2 separate regions of the Mus musculus genome follow, and region 1 is linked to region 2. Evidence: chromatin contacts called from public HiChIP or PLAC-seq data. All regions are on one chromosome and are shown on one strand. The core of a region is the stretch at or near the end of the contact, and the rest is flanking DNA. Distances in the headings are between cores, read along the strand shown. Region 1 holds the start of Pcid2 (PCI domain containing 2). Region 2 holds the start of Irs2 (insulin receptor substrate 2).

The links. HiChIP or PLAC-seq counts read pairs in DNA pulled down with a chosen protein or histone mark.
Region 1: an H3K27ac HiChIP or PLAC-seq map of double positive thymocytes shows a contact between it and region 2, with 7 times the contacts expected there. The contact joins the promoter of Pcid2 here to the promoter of Irs2 in region 2. A contact is called at or near these places in 2 of 484 Hi-C or Micro-C datasets (CD4 T cells and embryonic stem cells) and 1 of 115 datasets of contacts at active chromatin or transcription factors (double positive thymocytes).

The regions. Positions count from the first base shown.
Region 1 is chr8:13,099,294-13,106,983 of GRCm38.p6, reverse strand. It overlaps Pcid2 (PCI domain containing 2), which reads left to right and starts at 1,641. Exons shown (of 14, transcript NM_178708.3): 1 at 1,641-2,209; 2 at 6,570-6,659. The coding sequence starts at 2,174. Cul4a (cullin 4A) reads right to left here and starts at 1,361. Exons shown (of 20, transcript NM_146207.3): 1 at 1,081-1,361; 2 at 675-790. The coding sequence starts at 1,228.
Region 2 is chr8:11,002,530-11,010,296 of GRCm38.p6, reverse strand. It overlaps Irs2 (insulin receptor substrate 2), which reads left to right and starts at 1,368. Exons shown (of 2, transcript NM_001081212.2): 1 at 1,368-5,827. The coding sequence starts at 1,867. It overlaps 9530052E02Rik (RIKEN cDNA 9530052E02 gene), which reads right to left and starts at 2,447. Exons shown (of 5, transcript NR_046017.1): 1 at 2,286-2,447.

The sequences.
Region 1 (7,690 bases), core at 392-2,891, 2.1 Mb before region 2:
TTTCCCCCCCTGTTGCAGACACAACTTGTCTTTAAGTTAAAACTACCAGAATCGCCGGGCGTGGTGGCGCACACCTTTAATCCCAGCACTCGGGAGGCAGAGGCAGGTGGAGTTCTGAGTTCAAGGCCAGCCTGGTCTACAGAGTGAGTTCCAGGACAGCCAGAGCAACACAGAGAAACCCTGTCTCAAAAAAAAACAAAACAAAACAAAACAAAAACCCTACCAGAATCTGTCTGCAACCTTATTTGCAATAATTAAACTACAAAACAGTGTGTGTGTGTTGGGGAGGGGGTGTGTGTGTCACAACCCAGGGACCCTACTAGCAAGTGGGGCCGTACTGAGTTCCATGTATAACACACTGGCACTCTGATAACACTGAAGACTGCTGGGGGCTCTGTGCCTCTTAGCTCCAAACACCTCCTTTCTTCTGGCGCTGGGAAAACGTACACCTCCTAAGCAGCCTGGTCTAAGCCTCAACACACAGCACTAATCCAGGGCGGCGATCCATAGAAACACCTGCTGACCCAGGGTTTCGCGGCTTCCGCTAGGGAAGGCTCGGGCCGCAGCTTCTCCCCGGGCGGGCGGGCGGACGGGCGGGCCTCCCTAGCGTTGGCCCCGGTGGCTGCTGGAGGAGGAACCCAGCCAGGTGCTCGCAGGCCCTCGCCGCCGCTCACCTGGTACAGCTCCTCCAGGTTGTACCTGATGGATGTGCTGCTCTGGATGGCCTTGACCGCTTCGTGAAGCTTCCGCCACGTGTCCTGAGTGTAGTTGTCAGGCAGCCGCGGCCTGTCTGTGGGGGAGAGAGGGTCAACGGCCGCGCGGGGACAGCACAGGCCGGGGCACCGAGGCAGGGCCCGGCCGGGCTAGCCAGGAGGTGCGGGATCGGGGCCAGCTGGGGCGCGGGGACGTGGCGGAGCGTGAGGTGCAGGGACAAGTCGGGTTGCGGCGCCGAGACGGGACAGTGCGGGAACCAGGCGGGCCGGGGCGCGGGGACAGGGCCTGCCGGGCAGCCCCAGGAGGCCCTGTCCGAGCGCGCGACCCGCCGGCCGCCCCGTTCGCTCCTCACCGGAGCGCACCCACCTCGGAAGTTCTTGATGACCAGCTTCCTGGAGCCTCCCGTGCCCCCCGGCTTGGCGGGGCCACCGGCCAACGCCGCGGGCTTGGTGAGGCCGTTGGTGCGGCCCATGAGAGCCGAGACGCTGCCCTTCCGAGGGCCCTCGTCCGCCATGGCTGGGCCGGACGCCGCCCCGCCCCGCGCCGCCCGGCTCCTCCTCCTGCCCTGCGCCCGCTCCGTGCGCGCCCGGCTCCTCCTCCTGCTGCTGTCGGGCTCCGCCCGTGAGCGCTCGGCTCCTCCTCTTTCTGCTCGCGGCCGGGTCCGCGCGCCCGAGGCCCAACCGCCGCGGCGCGCACCGGAACGATCCGGCTCCTCCTCCTATGCGCGAACTCCGCCCAAGGAGGGCTCGGGGACTCGCAGGCGTTCTACAACGAATGCTCGCGAGAGGGCGCCGTGACACCTGCACCGAGGGCTCCGGAGCTCGCCGCCCCACGTCACGTCGAGGGCCGTGACGAGGACACCCCGGCGAGGACTTGAGTGGATAAAAGCACCCGGCAACCTTGCCTCCTGGATCACCTTACACCTAGGATGCTCAGGGATGCTGCTCCGTGCGCTAGCGCGCCGAGGGGTTGGGGACGGGATGCTCTGCACCCATTTATCTGGGGTGCCCCAGTGTGAGATGTGGGAGGACTCAGGAACACATCCTAGGAGTGCGCGGGACGCCTTCCCAGTGGGCTCTGGACTTTGGTTCCGGGAGAGTCAGGAGCGCCTCTGCACACGGAGGGTTGGGGATCGGGTCACCCTCATGGGAGAGGGGTGCGAGGAATCGGGTCGCTAGCACACCGACGTGACCAGGGACACGTTCCCAAGTCGGTTGGGAACTCCTCCACGTCAGTCCTCCGCCCTCGCGCGCGCCCCCGCCGCACCCGAGGCGTCCCGGCGACCGCGCTGACAGCTGCCCCCAAAGAAGTGCTCTCACCACCGGCTCGGCTCGGCTCGGCTCGGCTCGCTCCACCTTCACCCGCTCCGGAACCAACGTGCAGAGGTTACCGTGTGGGGACAAGGAGCGGAAACGGACCTGCGCCGGAAGTGAGGCACTCAACACCCGCGGCCGCCGCTATGGCGCACATCACCATTAACCAGTACCTACAGCAGGTGGGTTTCGCTTGGTATCCTGGCCTACGGGCCACGAGGGGTGAGTCCTGGGGCCGGGTCGGACGGTGCCGGGGGTCCTGCGGCTGGCCTCGAGGCGAGGAGGGTGTGCTGCACGCGGTGGGCAGCCTGCCTTGTTCGGAAGTTGCAGGTGCTGCCCGGTGGACCAGGAGGAGGAGGATCCGAGGTGGAGGTAGCAAGATCGGGGCCACTTGTAGAAACGGTTGTCTGTGTAGTCAGCGCTGCTGTCCGCACGAAGCACGTTGTGTCTCTTGGCAGCGGTGCCCATCAAGGCTTTACTTAAAGCCTGGGAGTGGCACAGGCAAACACTGTTGCATCCGGGTGGAGGGCCGTGATTGCGTCTTCTAGGGTGTTGAAGATGTGAATCCCACTAGGCAACACACCTGGTGCAAGGGGCAGCCAGATAGGGAAGACTGATGAACGTTTTAACTGACTACACTTGCTGCTCATGGCTGCTTATGAACCTTGGATTTGCGCTTAGCTCTATTACCAAAGCCCCCTTTTCCTGTCCCAAACAGCTCAGTTTTGGGTACTACAGTACTAGAAGCAGTACTTGTGTGCTTCTTAAGTAGCGGCACTATTGTCGGTGCTGCGTGTGCATATGTATTCTCTTTGATTCCATCACAAGGCCCTCCTTGAAGAGCTCCGTAGGCGGCTAACCCAAGTCTTCCCAGCTCAGAAGCATCAGAGACTGGCTCTACAGTGCACATGTTTAACACTTAGCAAGATGCTAATTCTGGAGATCACGCTTGAACCTTAGTGATCTCATTGTTGGCCAAAAGACCAGTCTTTATTTCAACACACTGGCAATAGCCTTGGCCAGTGGCTACCTGTTAACAAATTGCTTGTCTCTCTTTCCCCATGATTCCTGTGCTGATTTCCCAGAAGCTGTTGGGGTCAGGTTGGTTGAATTTTGCCATCCTTACCGGTGTTAATAAGGTTAAGAGTAGCCTGTTACTCTTGTGACTGCTTGAGCCAGGAATAAAGGTCTTTCTTTCCTGTCACAGGGAATGGCATGGCATCAGCATGCTTGTGCTGCTTCCGGGTTATCCCAAGTCCATAGTGATGTTTTGATGGCCTGCAAGGGGAGCCTGCATATGTTTCAAAGAGAGAAACGTGGAGCTTGAGGAGTCTACTCCTTACAGCAAGGAGTGAGGTCCACTTTTCTTCAAGGTCAAACTAGAAGGAAACTTTACTCCATTTCCTAAGGTTAACAGTAATAAATTACCTCTAATTCAGAACCCACAGCCAAAGAACATCACAGACATCGTAGCCCTAAGAACAAGGACATTCACTGTAACCACAATGCATTTAGTAGCCTGAGAACTTTGACACTGATGCATGTAACTTTTAATTTTCCAATGTTTTGCACATTTTTTGTTTTTTTGTTTTTCAGTAGATATTTGCTTTATTTACATTCCAAATGTTGTCCTCTTTCCTGGTTTCCCTTCTGAAAATTCCCATCCCCTTTCCCTCTCCCCCTGCTCACCAACCCACCCACACTGGCTTCCTGGCCCTGGCCTTCCCCTACACTGGGCCATAGAGCCTTCACAGGACCAAGGGCCTCTCCTCCCATTGATAACTGACTAGGCCATCCTCTGCTACATATGCAGCTGGAGCCATGAGTCCCACCATGTGTTTTCTTTGGTGGTTTAGTCCCTGGGAGCTCTGGGGTTGCTGGTTAGTTCATATTGTTGTTCCTCCTATGGGGCTGCAGACCCCTTCAGCTCCTTAGGTCCTTTCTCTAGCTTCTTCGTTGGAGATCCTGTGCTCAGTCCAATGGTAAGCTTCGAGGATCCACCTCTGTATTTGTCAGGCACTGGTGGGGCCTCTCTGGAGACAGCTATAACAGTCTTCTTTCAGTAAGCATTTGTTGGCATCCACAAAAGTGTCTGGGTTTGGTGATTGTATATGGGATGGATCGCTTAGGTGTGCAAATTGTTTCTTAGGATTTGTTTTTTGAATCCAGAGTGCAATCCAGAGTTACACATTGCATGTATTCTTGTTCTAGATAATGTGGGACTGTGAGCTTCCTGTCCTCCAGTCCCTTTTGTAGAGGTGGGTTACCCTCACTGAGAGCCCTTTCCCAGACCAGGTATCGTCTTCGTTGTCCAGGATATGATTTTTCTGTTTTCCTTTCTATATTGATTTTCTTTTTATGTGGATCTGGGGACTGAAGCTAGGGTCTTATGCATCTAGGCAAGTGCTCTATCATTCATTGAGTCACATCCTGGCCCTCTTTCTATTTGTATCTGCTGTTTGCTTTTTATGTTAAAGAATAATTTCTGGGCTGTAGAGATAGCTCAGAGGTTAAGGATACTTGCTGATCTTGCTGAGGACCTGGGTTCAGTTCCCAGCACCCACATGGCAGATCCTAAAATAAAATAACTTAGTCAATTTTTGTTTGTTTGCTTTTAAAGACAGACTCTCTTTGTGTAACCCTGGCTCTCCTGGAACTCACTCAGTAGATTAGGCTGGCCTTGAATTTAGAGATCTGCCTGCCTCTGCTTCCCAGTTGCTGGATTAATAGCATGTGCCACCAACACCCAGCTGAAACAAATAAAAAAAGTAAAATTTAAAACATAATTCCCCTTATACTCTTTCTTTAAAAACCATTATGGATATGTATGTGTGTGTACATATGTATGTATGTATGTATGTGTGTATTTGAGATAGAGTCTCTCTACATAGTCCTGGTTGTCCTGGAGCGCACTCTGTAGATCCAGCTCTCCTTGAGCATATAGAAATACAGATCCACCTGTCTCCGTCTCCCAGGTGCTGGGATTAAAGGCATGGGCCGCCACACCCAGCACACAATTTGGATTATTTTTGATACCCAGTTATACTTTATCACCACTATACTCTTTTGGAAGCTCAAATTTTCTGAAAGCTGCCTCAGTTGGTTTCTATGGCTTTTGAACCTGGCCCTGTCCTTCCTTGAGCCTTTTTTGGGCCACATGCTTTTTAAATTTATCCGAGGCTCCCCTGACCCAGCTTCTGGCATCAGCCCTTCCTCCAAGGAGCTTTGCTGTCAGTGGGGAATGGAACTTAGAATACAAGCCTGGTACTATTTATGTTTGCTGTGGGATTTCAGTGGATAGAAGGAATGTATACAGTTGTTTTTTTTTTTTTTTTTTTTTTTTTAATGTATATAAGTACACCGTAGCTGTACAGATGGTTGTGAGCCTTCATGTGGTTGTTGTGAATTGAATTTTAGAACCTGTACTCACTCTGATCGATCCCGCTTGTTCTGGCCCAAAGATTTATTTATTATTATACATAAGTACACTGTAGCTGACTTCAGATGCACCAGAAGAGGGTGTCAGATCTCATTACCGGTGGTGTGAGCCACCATATGGTTGCTGGGCTTTGAACTCAGGACCTTCGGAAGAGCAGTCAGCACTTTTACCTGCTAAGTCATCTTGCCAGCCTGTACAGTTTTAAGGAACTGTCAGGTTTGAGGCAGGTGGTACCCCTGTGGGCTGACTAGGACCTGAGAAGACCTAGTGTAGTTGGGAGAGAAGTCTCCTGGGGTTCCTGAAGCACACGCTCCCCTGATGTGCCTGCCCAGGTATTGTGCACAGGTGCTGTTTGGGATGTAAATTCATGGTCCAAATGGTGCCTAACCTAGAAGGATGCAGCTTCTGTGTTAGCATTTGGTAAAGCACCTATGGCAGGTGGCTGGGTGCCAGGGACGAGGTAGCTGTGGAGTGACCAGACACTTGAAAAGAATACTGGAGACTTAAACCGAGGGACTTGCACATGCTAGGACCATGGGGCTTCATCCTCAGCCACCCTCCCCCGCCCCCCAGCTACGGTTTTAAGATTTGTTTATTTTTTAAAAAAGATTTGCTTATTAAGACCTGTCACTACCCTTGTTCTCTTTCCCACTCCTTAGTTCTTTATGTTGTTATTGAGGCAAGGCTCTGATAGGACTTTCTTAGAGTCCAGGCCTGTGTGCAGTTTCCTGTGGAGTTATGCCAGTTGCTAACAAAGTTGTACGTTAGGCTTTAGGCACAATTAGGTGATTATGGACGTACAGAGCTACTGGTATTAGAGTTACTTCCTCCTGCCACCTCTAAGGTCACTAGCAAAGGAGGTCACTTAGGAGTGAACTGCCCTGGGGATTGCTCCCTACCTTGGGGGACTCTGTCTTACCTGTTTTCTTACCCCCAGAAGATCCCATTTTGAAATAAAGTGGTTTCCTGGCTAACTTTACATTTCGATTATTCTGGCCTCTTTCACAGAGGAGGAAACTGCTCTTACGGCATGCAGGTCATTGCTCTGGTCCTGTGAGAACAGATCTTGCCTACCTGCTCAAGTTTCCCCTTCACCTTTTCAGGTATATGAAGCCATCGACACCAGAGATGGAGCATCCTGTGCAGAGCTGGTATCCTTTAAGCACCCTCATGTTGCGAACCCACGGCTCCAGGTAGGTGGTAGATATACCCATGGTGTCTAAAGAAAATGAAGAAAGAGGGGTGAGGGGATATATCTATCTATCTGCAGATAGGAAGGGCTATATACAGGCATCTAGAGAGAACTGTGGGGCAGTCAGTTTTCTACGGAAATTTAAAGTTTGAATAAAAGGAAACTAATATTGCCATTCTCTTTTGAAAATTTCTAAGTTTCTTGAAGAAAGCCTAGCTCACTTGGCCACAGCACCCCTATGTGAGAGCTATGCGAACAGCTATCTTGGCTGCTGTTCAGCTGGGATGATGGGCTTTGTGTGTGTGTGACTAGTAGGTCCATCTGTCTGGACAGTGTTCCACTGACCTTTCATCTGTAGGTTCATGCTGGTGGTCACCCTCTGAGACAGGTTTTTCAGGAGGTGCTACAAAATGGTGTTTTATTTTCTTTTTCTTTTCAAGTTTAATTTTAAAATTACACTTATTAGTTTTTGTGCATATGTATTTGGGCATGCATGTACCATGATGTGTGTGTGTGTGTGTGTGTGTGTGTGTGTGTGTGAGGTCAGGGGACAGCTTGTGGGAGTTGTTTCTCTTCTTCCCCTGTGTGGATCCTGTGACTGAGCCAGTCCATCAGGCTCGGCAGCTGGTGAGGGCTCACTGACTTCTTCATTCCTGTTACTTCACTTTGTACTAGTTTACTGTTAGAAAAGCAACTGATAGGAATGCATCTATACATGCATAGTTCATACATACACTGAGATCACTCTCTGTGGGCTGTGTGGTTATGGAGGCTGAGTAGGCCCCCTGTGTGACCTGCTATCTTCAGCTGGAAGCCCAGGGAAGCCAGTGCTGCCCTGAGTCCCAGGCTTGTGGGTAGACCCAGGCTGGCCTGAGATTCGATAGTGTCCCAGCTTGGATGACTCTTACGAGTCACAATGGTGTGTTCTCTTTCCTTACTTTTTTCTTGAGCCCTTTAACAGGTTAGTGGGTATCCGCTCTGCAGGGCAAGGACATATCTTTCACATATCTGTCACCCGTTCTGGACATGCAG
Region 2 (7,767 bases), core at 119-2,618:
AAGGCACAGTTTACACAAAGGGTAAAGCATCTATGGTCTTCAGAATCACACTGTGCAATTATTTTTCTTAAACATGTCATTGTAATTGCTACAATGATTTGTAAATTATGCAGGGCATTCCACCGCGAACTTCCAGGACTCAGAACAAAATAACCAAGGTTAAATTGTAAGATAAACTCTGGTCCTGAATTGTTTCATTTAGATACTTTCTCCCTAGATGGGCAAGGGTTTGTTTTGTTTACGCATCCAGAGCAGGGTTCCAAGCCCGCCTTCCGTGAGCGCGGACCATTGCCCTTCCTAGCGGCCCTCACGCTGTCAGTTAGGAGAGAAGACATGCAGGTGCTTATTTGCCCTCGACTTTGAAAGTCACAAAGGCCACGTAGATAGAGAAATTCAAAGCAGCAGTTCAAGGGCATCTTTGGCTTGGCGCTGTGCCCGCGGCCGCGCTCCTAGGTTCGGCGACGCCCGCCCATAGCCCGGGTGCTGGGTGAACACGGTTTGGGGCGCGGGCCGGGAGCGGTGAGGGCGCGGGGCGTGGGGAGGACGCCCGCCAGCACTCGCTCCCAGCTCCCCGCTCCCGCCCAGGCCCGCCCTTTCCCGGCACTATGGAAACCGCATTTTCCTACGCCAGCACGCCCTCCTCCTCTCTCCTATTACATCCAGAACAGGCGACTTCCACTTCCCGGGAACCTGACAAGTGAATGGCTCTGATGACGCCCCGGAAAGAGCCCACGGCCGGGGGCGGACGCCTGCGGAGGGTGGGGCGGGTTCCGGGGCGCCCCTCGATCGGCTCGCCGCCGGGAAAAGGCACCGAGCTGCCATCGACCCGGAGCTCGCGGGCAACGATGCTCGTAAACAAGCCGGGCCGCGCGCCTGCCACCCACAGCGGGCACCGCCCTGCGCCGCGCGCCCACCCCGGCTGCTGGGGTCCGACCGCCGCCCCGCACCAGATCCGACCTCCCGCCCCCGTTCCCCCTCCGCGGCGGAAGCCTGGGGCCAGTTAGTGGGACGCGAGGCGGGAGCACAAACCCCGCACCCGCCTTCTCCACGGCGGGCTTCCCGCCTTGGGTGGCATCGCCCCCGCCCGCATCCACAACGAGCCCCTGATTAATGAGCCCGGCCCGGCCCCCGCCGAGCCCCGGCCCGGCCTCGGAGAGGGGGAGGGAGGGGACGGCGGGAAACGCAGCCCGGTGTCGGTCCGCCTCCCCCCCCCCCCCGTGCCTCACGCTCATTGGTCCGTCTCGCTGTCCGTCGGGGAACGCGGCGCCAATGCAGGGCTGCGGGGCGGGGCGTCCGCGCGAGTGTGCCTGCGTAACGCAGAGTCACGTGTTGTTTTGCTCTTAGTTCAGTCACTCGGTGCGCGATGTGTTACTCACTGTGCGGCGGGGACCGCGACAAGCCCGGGTCGTCGTTGGTGGCAGCAGCAGCAGCGGCAGCAACGGCAGCAGCGGCCCCAGTGGCAGTGTGGGCCCCGAGTGTCCGGACGCAGACCGTCGTCGCGCAGTGCAGAACGGTGGCAGCAGACGGGCCGCGCGCGTTCTAAGCTCGGCCCCGCGACTCGGGGACCCCGACTCTCGACCCAGCCAGCCAGTCCCCGGGCGCCGCCCGAGAGCCCGGGAAGCAGCGGCAGCGGACAGTCGAAGCGGGGGGGTGGCCATCGCCCGCACCGAGCATCCTTCGGAGCGGCGGAGGGCCCTGCGCCACCGAGCCGCGCGCGCCTCCTAGCCCACCGCCTGGGCCCGGGGGACGCGCGCGCGTGGCCGGGCGGCCGGGCGACGGGTGGCGGGGAGCCGCCCCCGCCCGCGCCCCTCGGCCCTCGCCATCCCCTGTTCGCCCAGCCGGGCAGAGAGACCTGAAGCGGCGGCGATGGCTAGCGCGCCCCTGCCTGGGCCCCCCGCGTCGGCGGGCGGGGACGGCCCGAACCTCAATAACAACAACAACAACAACAACCACAGCGTGCGCAAGTGCGGCTACCTGCGCAAGCAGAAGCACGGCCACAAGCGCTTTTTCGTGTTGCGCGGCCCCGGCACGGGCGGCGACGAGGCATCCGCGGCTGGGGGGTCGCCGCCGCAGCCTCCGCGGCTGGAGTACTACGAGAGCGAGAAGAAGTGGAGGAGCAAGGCGGGCGCGCCGAAGCGAGTGATCGCGCTCGACTGCTGTCTGAACATCAACAAGCGCGCGGACGCCAAGCACAAGTACCTGATCGCCCTCTACACCAAGGACGAGTACTTCGCTGTAGCGGCGGAGAACGAGCAGGAGCAGGAGGGCTGGTACCGCGCACTCACCGACTTGGTCAGCGAAGGCCGCTCTGGCGAGGGGGGCTCGGGCACCACCGGAGGCTCTTGCAGCGCCTCTCTCCCGGGCGTCCTGGGCGGCTCAGCGGGCGCCGCTGGCTGCGATGACAACTACGGGCTCGTGACACCCGCCACGGCCGTCTACCGCGAGGTGTGGCAGGTGAACCTGAAACCTAAGGGACTGGGCCAGAGCAAGAACCTGACTGGTGTATACCGCCTATGCCTGTCTGCGCGCACCATCGGCTTCGTGAAGCTCAATTGCGAACAGCCGTCGGTGACGCTGCAGCTTATGAACATTCGCCGCTGCGGCCACTCGGACAGCTTCTTCTTCATCGAGGTGGGCCGTTCGGCCGTCACCGGTCCCGGGGAGCTGTGGATGCAAGCCGACGACTCGGTGGTGGCGCAGAACATCCATGAGACCATCCTAGAAGCTATGAAGGCACTCAAAGAGCTCTTCGAGTTCCGGCCTCGCAGCAAGAGTCAGTCGTCCGGGTCGTCAGCCACGCATCCCATCAGCGTGCCGGGCGCGCGCCGCCACCACCACCTAGTCAACCTACCCCCTAGCCAGACCGGCCTGGTGCGCCGCTCGCGCACTGACAGCCTGGCGGCCACCCCCCCAGCAGCCAAGTGCACTTCGTGCCGGGTTCGTACGGCCAGCGAGGGCGACGGCGGCGCGGCAGGCGGGGCCGGGACGGCAGGAGGCAGGCCGATGTCGGTGGCAGGGAGCCCCCTGAGTCCCGGGCCGGTGCGCGCGCCCCTTAGCCGCTCGCACACCCTGAGCGCCGGCTGCGGAGGCCGCCCGAGCAAAGTGACTCTGGCGCCGGCAGGGGGAGCCCTGCAACACAGCCGCTCCATGTCCATGCCCGTGGCGCACTCACCTCCTGCAGCCACCAGCCCAGGCAGCCTGTCCTCCAGCAGTGGGCACGGCTCGGGCTCCTACCCGCTGCCACCTGGCTCCCACCCGCACCTGCCTCATCCACTGCATCACCCCCAAGGCCAGCGTCCGTCCAGCGGTAGTGCCTCCGCCTCGGGCTCCCCCAGCGACCCGGGTTTCATGTCCCTTGACGAGTATGGCTCCAGCCCTGGCGACCTGAGAGCCTTCAGTAGCCACAGGAGCAACACACCCGAGTCAATAGCGGAGACCCCGCCAGCCAGAGATGGCAGTGGGGGCGAACTCTATGGGTACATGAGCATGGATAGACCCCTGAGCCACTGTGGCCGCCCTTACCGTAGGGTCTCAGGGGATGGGGCCCAGGACCTGGATAGAGGACTGAGGAAGAGGACTTATTCCCTAACCACGCCTGCCAGGCAGCGGCAGGTACCTCAGCCTTCCTCTGCCTCTCTAGATGAATACACTCTCATGAGGGCCACCTTCTCTGGTAGTTCAGGTCGCCTCTGCCCATCCTTCCCTGCGTCCTCTCCCAAAGTGGCCTACAACCCTTACCCAGAGGACTATGGAGACATTGAGATTGGTTCTCACAAGAGTTCCAGCAGTAACCTGGGGGCAGATGATGGCTACATGCCCATGACCCCTGGGGCAGCCCTTAGGAGTGGTGGTCCCAATAGCTGCAAGAGCGATGACTACATGCCCATGAGCCCCACAAGCGTGTCTGCTCCCAAGCAGATCCTGCAGCCACGCTTGGCAGCGGCCTTGCCCCCTTCCGGAGCAGCCGTGCCAGCACCCCCTTCAGGGGTGGGCAGGACCTTCCCAGTAAACGGAGGTGGCTACAAAGCCAGCTCCCCAGCGGAGAGCTCCCCAGAAGACAGTGGGTACATGCGAATGTGGTGTGGCTCCAAGCTGTCTATGGAGAACCCAGACCCTAAGCTACTCCCCAACGGGGACTACCTCAACATGTCCCCCAGCGAGGCAGGCACTGCAGGGACCCCACCTGACTTCTCAGCAGCTTTGCGTGGAGGCAGTGAAGGCCTCAAAGGCATCCCGGGCCACTGCTACAGCTCTTTGCCCCGCTCTTATAAGGCTCCCTGTTCCTGCAGCGGAGACAATGACCAGTATGTGCTCATGAGCTCCCCTGTGGGCCGGATCTTGGAAGAGGAGAGACTGGAGCCCCAGGCCACCCCAGGGGCTGGCACCTTTGGGGCAGCTGGTGGTAGTCATACCCAGCCTCATCACTCAGCAGTGCCTTCCTCCATGAGGCCGAGTGCCATCGGTGGCCGCCCTGAGGGCTTCCTGGGCCAGCGATGTCGGGCAGTGCGGCCTACACGCCTATCGCTAGAGGGACTGCAGACCCTTCCCAGCATGCAAGAGTACCCTCTACCCACAGAGCCCAAGAGCCCTGGCGAGTACATCAACATTGACTTTGGTGAGGCAGGTACCCGTCTGTCTCCGCCTGCCCCCCCACTACTGGCATCCGCGGCCTCATCTTCTTCACTGCTCTCAGCTAGTAGTCCTGCTTCATCCCTGGGTTCAGGAACCCCAGGCACCAGCAGCGACAGCCGGCAGCGCTCTCCACTCTCTGACTATATGAACCTGGACTTCAGTTCTCCCAAGTCCCCCAAGCCTAGCACCCGCAGTGGGGACACAGTAGGCTCCATGGATGGCCTTCTCTCTCCAGAGGCTTCATCCCCATACCCACCACTGCCCCCACGTCCTTCCACTTCCCCTTCCTCCTTACAGCAGCCTCTGCCACCTGCCCCGGGAGACCTATACCGCCTGCCTCCAGCATCAGCTGCCACTTCCCAGGGTCCCACTGCTGGCTCCTCAATGTCCTCCGAGCCTGGGGATAATGGTGACTATACCGAGATGGCCTTTGGTGTGGCTGCAACCCCGCCACAACCTATCGTGGCACCTCCAAAGCCAGAAGGTGCCCGAGTGGCCAGTCCCACATCGGGCTTGAAGCGGCTAAGTCTCATGGATCAGGTATCTGGGGTGGAGGCTTTCCTTCAAGTCAGCCAGCCCCCTGACCCCCACCGGGGTGCTAAGGTCATCCGTGCAGACCCACAGGGGGGACGTCGTCGCCACAGTTCAGAGACCTTTTCCTCTACCACCACCGTCACCCCAGTGTCCCCATCCTTTGCCCACAATTCCAAGCGCCACAATTCGGCCTCTGTGGAAAATGTCTCACTCAGGAAAAGCAGTGAAGGCAGCAGTACCCTGGGAGGAGGTGATGAGCCGCCCACATCCCCAGGACAGGCACAGCCCTTGGTGGCTGTGCCCCCAGTGCCACAGGCTAGGCCGTGGAACCCCGGTCAGCCCGGAGCTTTGATTGGCTGTCCTGGAGGCAGCAGTTCTCCCATGCGCAGAGAGACCTCCGTGGGTTTCCAGAACGGCCTCAACTATATCGCCATCGATGTGAGAGGCGAGCAGGGGTCCTTGGCGCAGTCTCAGCCGCAGCCAGGAGACAAGAACTCCTGGAGCCGGACCCGTAGCCTTGGGGGGCTCCTCGGCACCGTCGGAGGCTCTGGCGCCAGCGGAGTGTGTGGGGGTCCAGGCACTGGAGCTTTGCCCTCTGCCAGCACCTATGCAAGCATCGACTTCCTGTCCCATCACTTGAAGGAAGCCACAGTCGTGAAAGGTGAGGCCCTTTGACCTTGAGGATGGGGGAGGGAGAGTGGAGTATTGGGTGGCTTTGGATGCCACTCTTACTAGTGCTTCCTTGGCTTAATTGCCAACCGGCTGCCTGGGCCTTCTCCCTCTTGGCTACCATGTTGTTATTGTCTTTCTCCAAAGAGCTTGTCAGGAAAGTGGACTTGGCTTTTGAGTAGAATTGATGTCTTCCCCCATGGTTGGGAGACTTTGCCTTTGTTTTAGGTCCAGTCCCCTCTTCTCTGCGTTCTTATGGTCCTGCCCTAACCTTCTGTCTCAGTGTAGGTGCTACAGAGCGGAAAGTTGTTTAGATCTGTACAGTTGAAGTTGCTCAAGGCACCAGCTACTGGTTCTCTGTGTGAGTGGCTGGGTCCCAGGTCGTTGCTGCTCAGACACAAGGCTTATTTAAACATACCTAAGAGCCCCTCAGCAAAGTAAGCATGAGTCTCCATGGCTGCTCGCATGTAGACTGTGACAAGCCTGTCCATCAGGGGTACCGTGCGTAGTTCTCCCAAGGGAAATGGTAGCAGTGTGGCTTGGCTTACATACCCTGATGGTAGCGGTTCTCACCTGTGCATAACTGGGAGTTTCCTGGAGGGTGTCCTGTCTGCAGATACTAGGAAAGTAAACCTCCAGAGCTTTCCGGCACTACAGGACCAGAACCTGGCAAAGTGGCATTGTTAATAAGTCCCTGGGTAACGCTGGGGCTGTTGATTTGGGCACACCAGGTAGCAGATCCCTGGGGAGGTTTGAGAACTCCAGAGCCATTGGAAAGGTCCTTGCAGGGTGGGTGAAGGTTGGCATAGGGACAGGATGGGCTCTGCTTCCCGGAGCACCGCATACACTAACAGCCGTGTTTCAGGATCAGAGATTGAAAGAGACTGTGAAAGATGAATGTACGGTCTTTTTCAGGAACAGTGGGTCTAGAGGGTGCCCGGCAGTGCCCCCCCCCCACCCCCGCTCTCCCCTTATCAAATATCCATGAGCACAGGCAGCTGGTAAAACTTCCTGTATCTCAGACATGGCTGGGTATGCAGGGGGGACAAGGGAGCTGGAGTGCTCAATTCTGTTCCTGTCTGTGTTTCTACATGGGGTTGCTAGCAGGACAGACAGACTGTGTGCCATAGTGGAGCCAGTGTTGTGGTCTGGGTCTCAAAGGGACCTGTATACTTTTGGTTCTTAAGTAAGCAGGCCAGTTGAATGCTATCTACATTGAGGCTGTGTGTATATTTGAGGCCATCAACTCATTGGATCCAGGTTTACAGCTTGGGACAAATCCTGGCAAATTGTGGGGTAATAGATGAAAAGCTAATTCTTATTATTATAATTACGACTGGAGCAGAGGAAGAGGAGTATCTAGGAATTACCAGCAGCAATACAGCACTTCAACAGCTAATTAAATCAACGGGAAGTTGGCAGAATGCGTCCCTTCTGTGGTGAATCTCTCAGCCGAAGGTCGCTTTGTCAAGGTCTTACTAAACAGTACAGATTTCTAGTGCTAGGAAGTTGAGGATAGCTACGCCACAGGCCATATAAACACAGTAGTGTGTGACTGAATGGGGGAATTCTTTCTGTCTGCCTCACCCACACACTTAGCAACTTCCATGTCCCTGGTAGAGGAGTAAACATGTCCAGTTGAGGCTGGGTGGGTGGTCTCCTACTATGGGAACGCAGTCTGAAGTCCACACTGTGAAGTTCGAGGCCTGTGTTATAGTCACTACCTTCAGAAAAGGGATTCCCTGGCACATCAGAAAGAATGCTGACCTGCAGGAGTCAGTTTGTTTAGACACCTGGCTCATCTACTCCTGCTTAAGGTTTCCCACACGGATAGAGTTCCTACCAGTCTTTGGGGTTAACACGTGTGAAATCTAAATGGCTCTCCATACAAGCAGACATGGGAGCAATTAGGTTACTGTTATTCTGAATTCT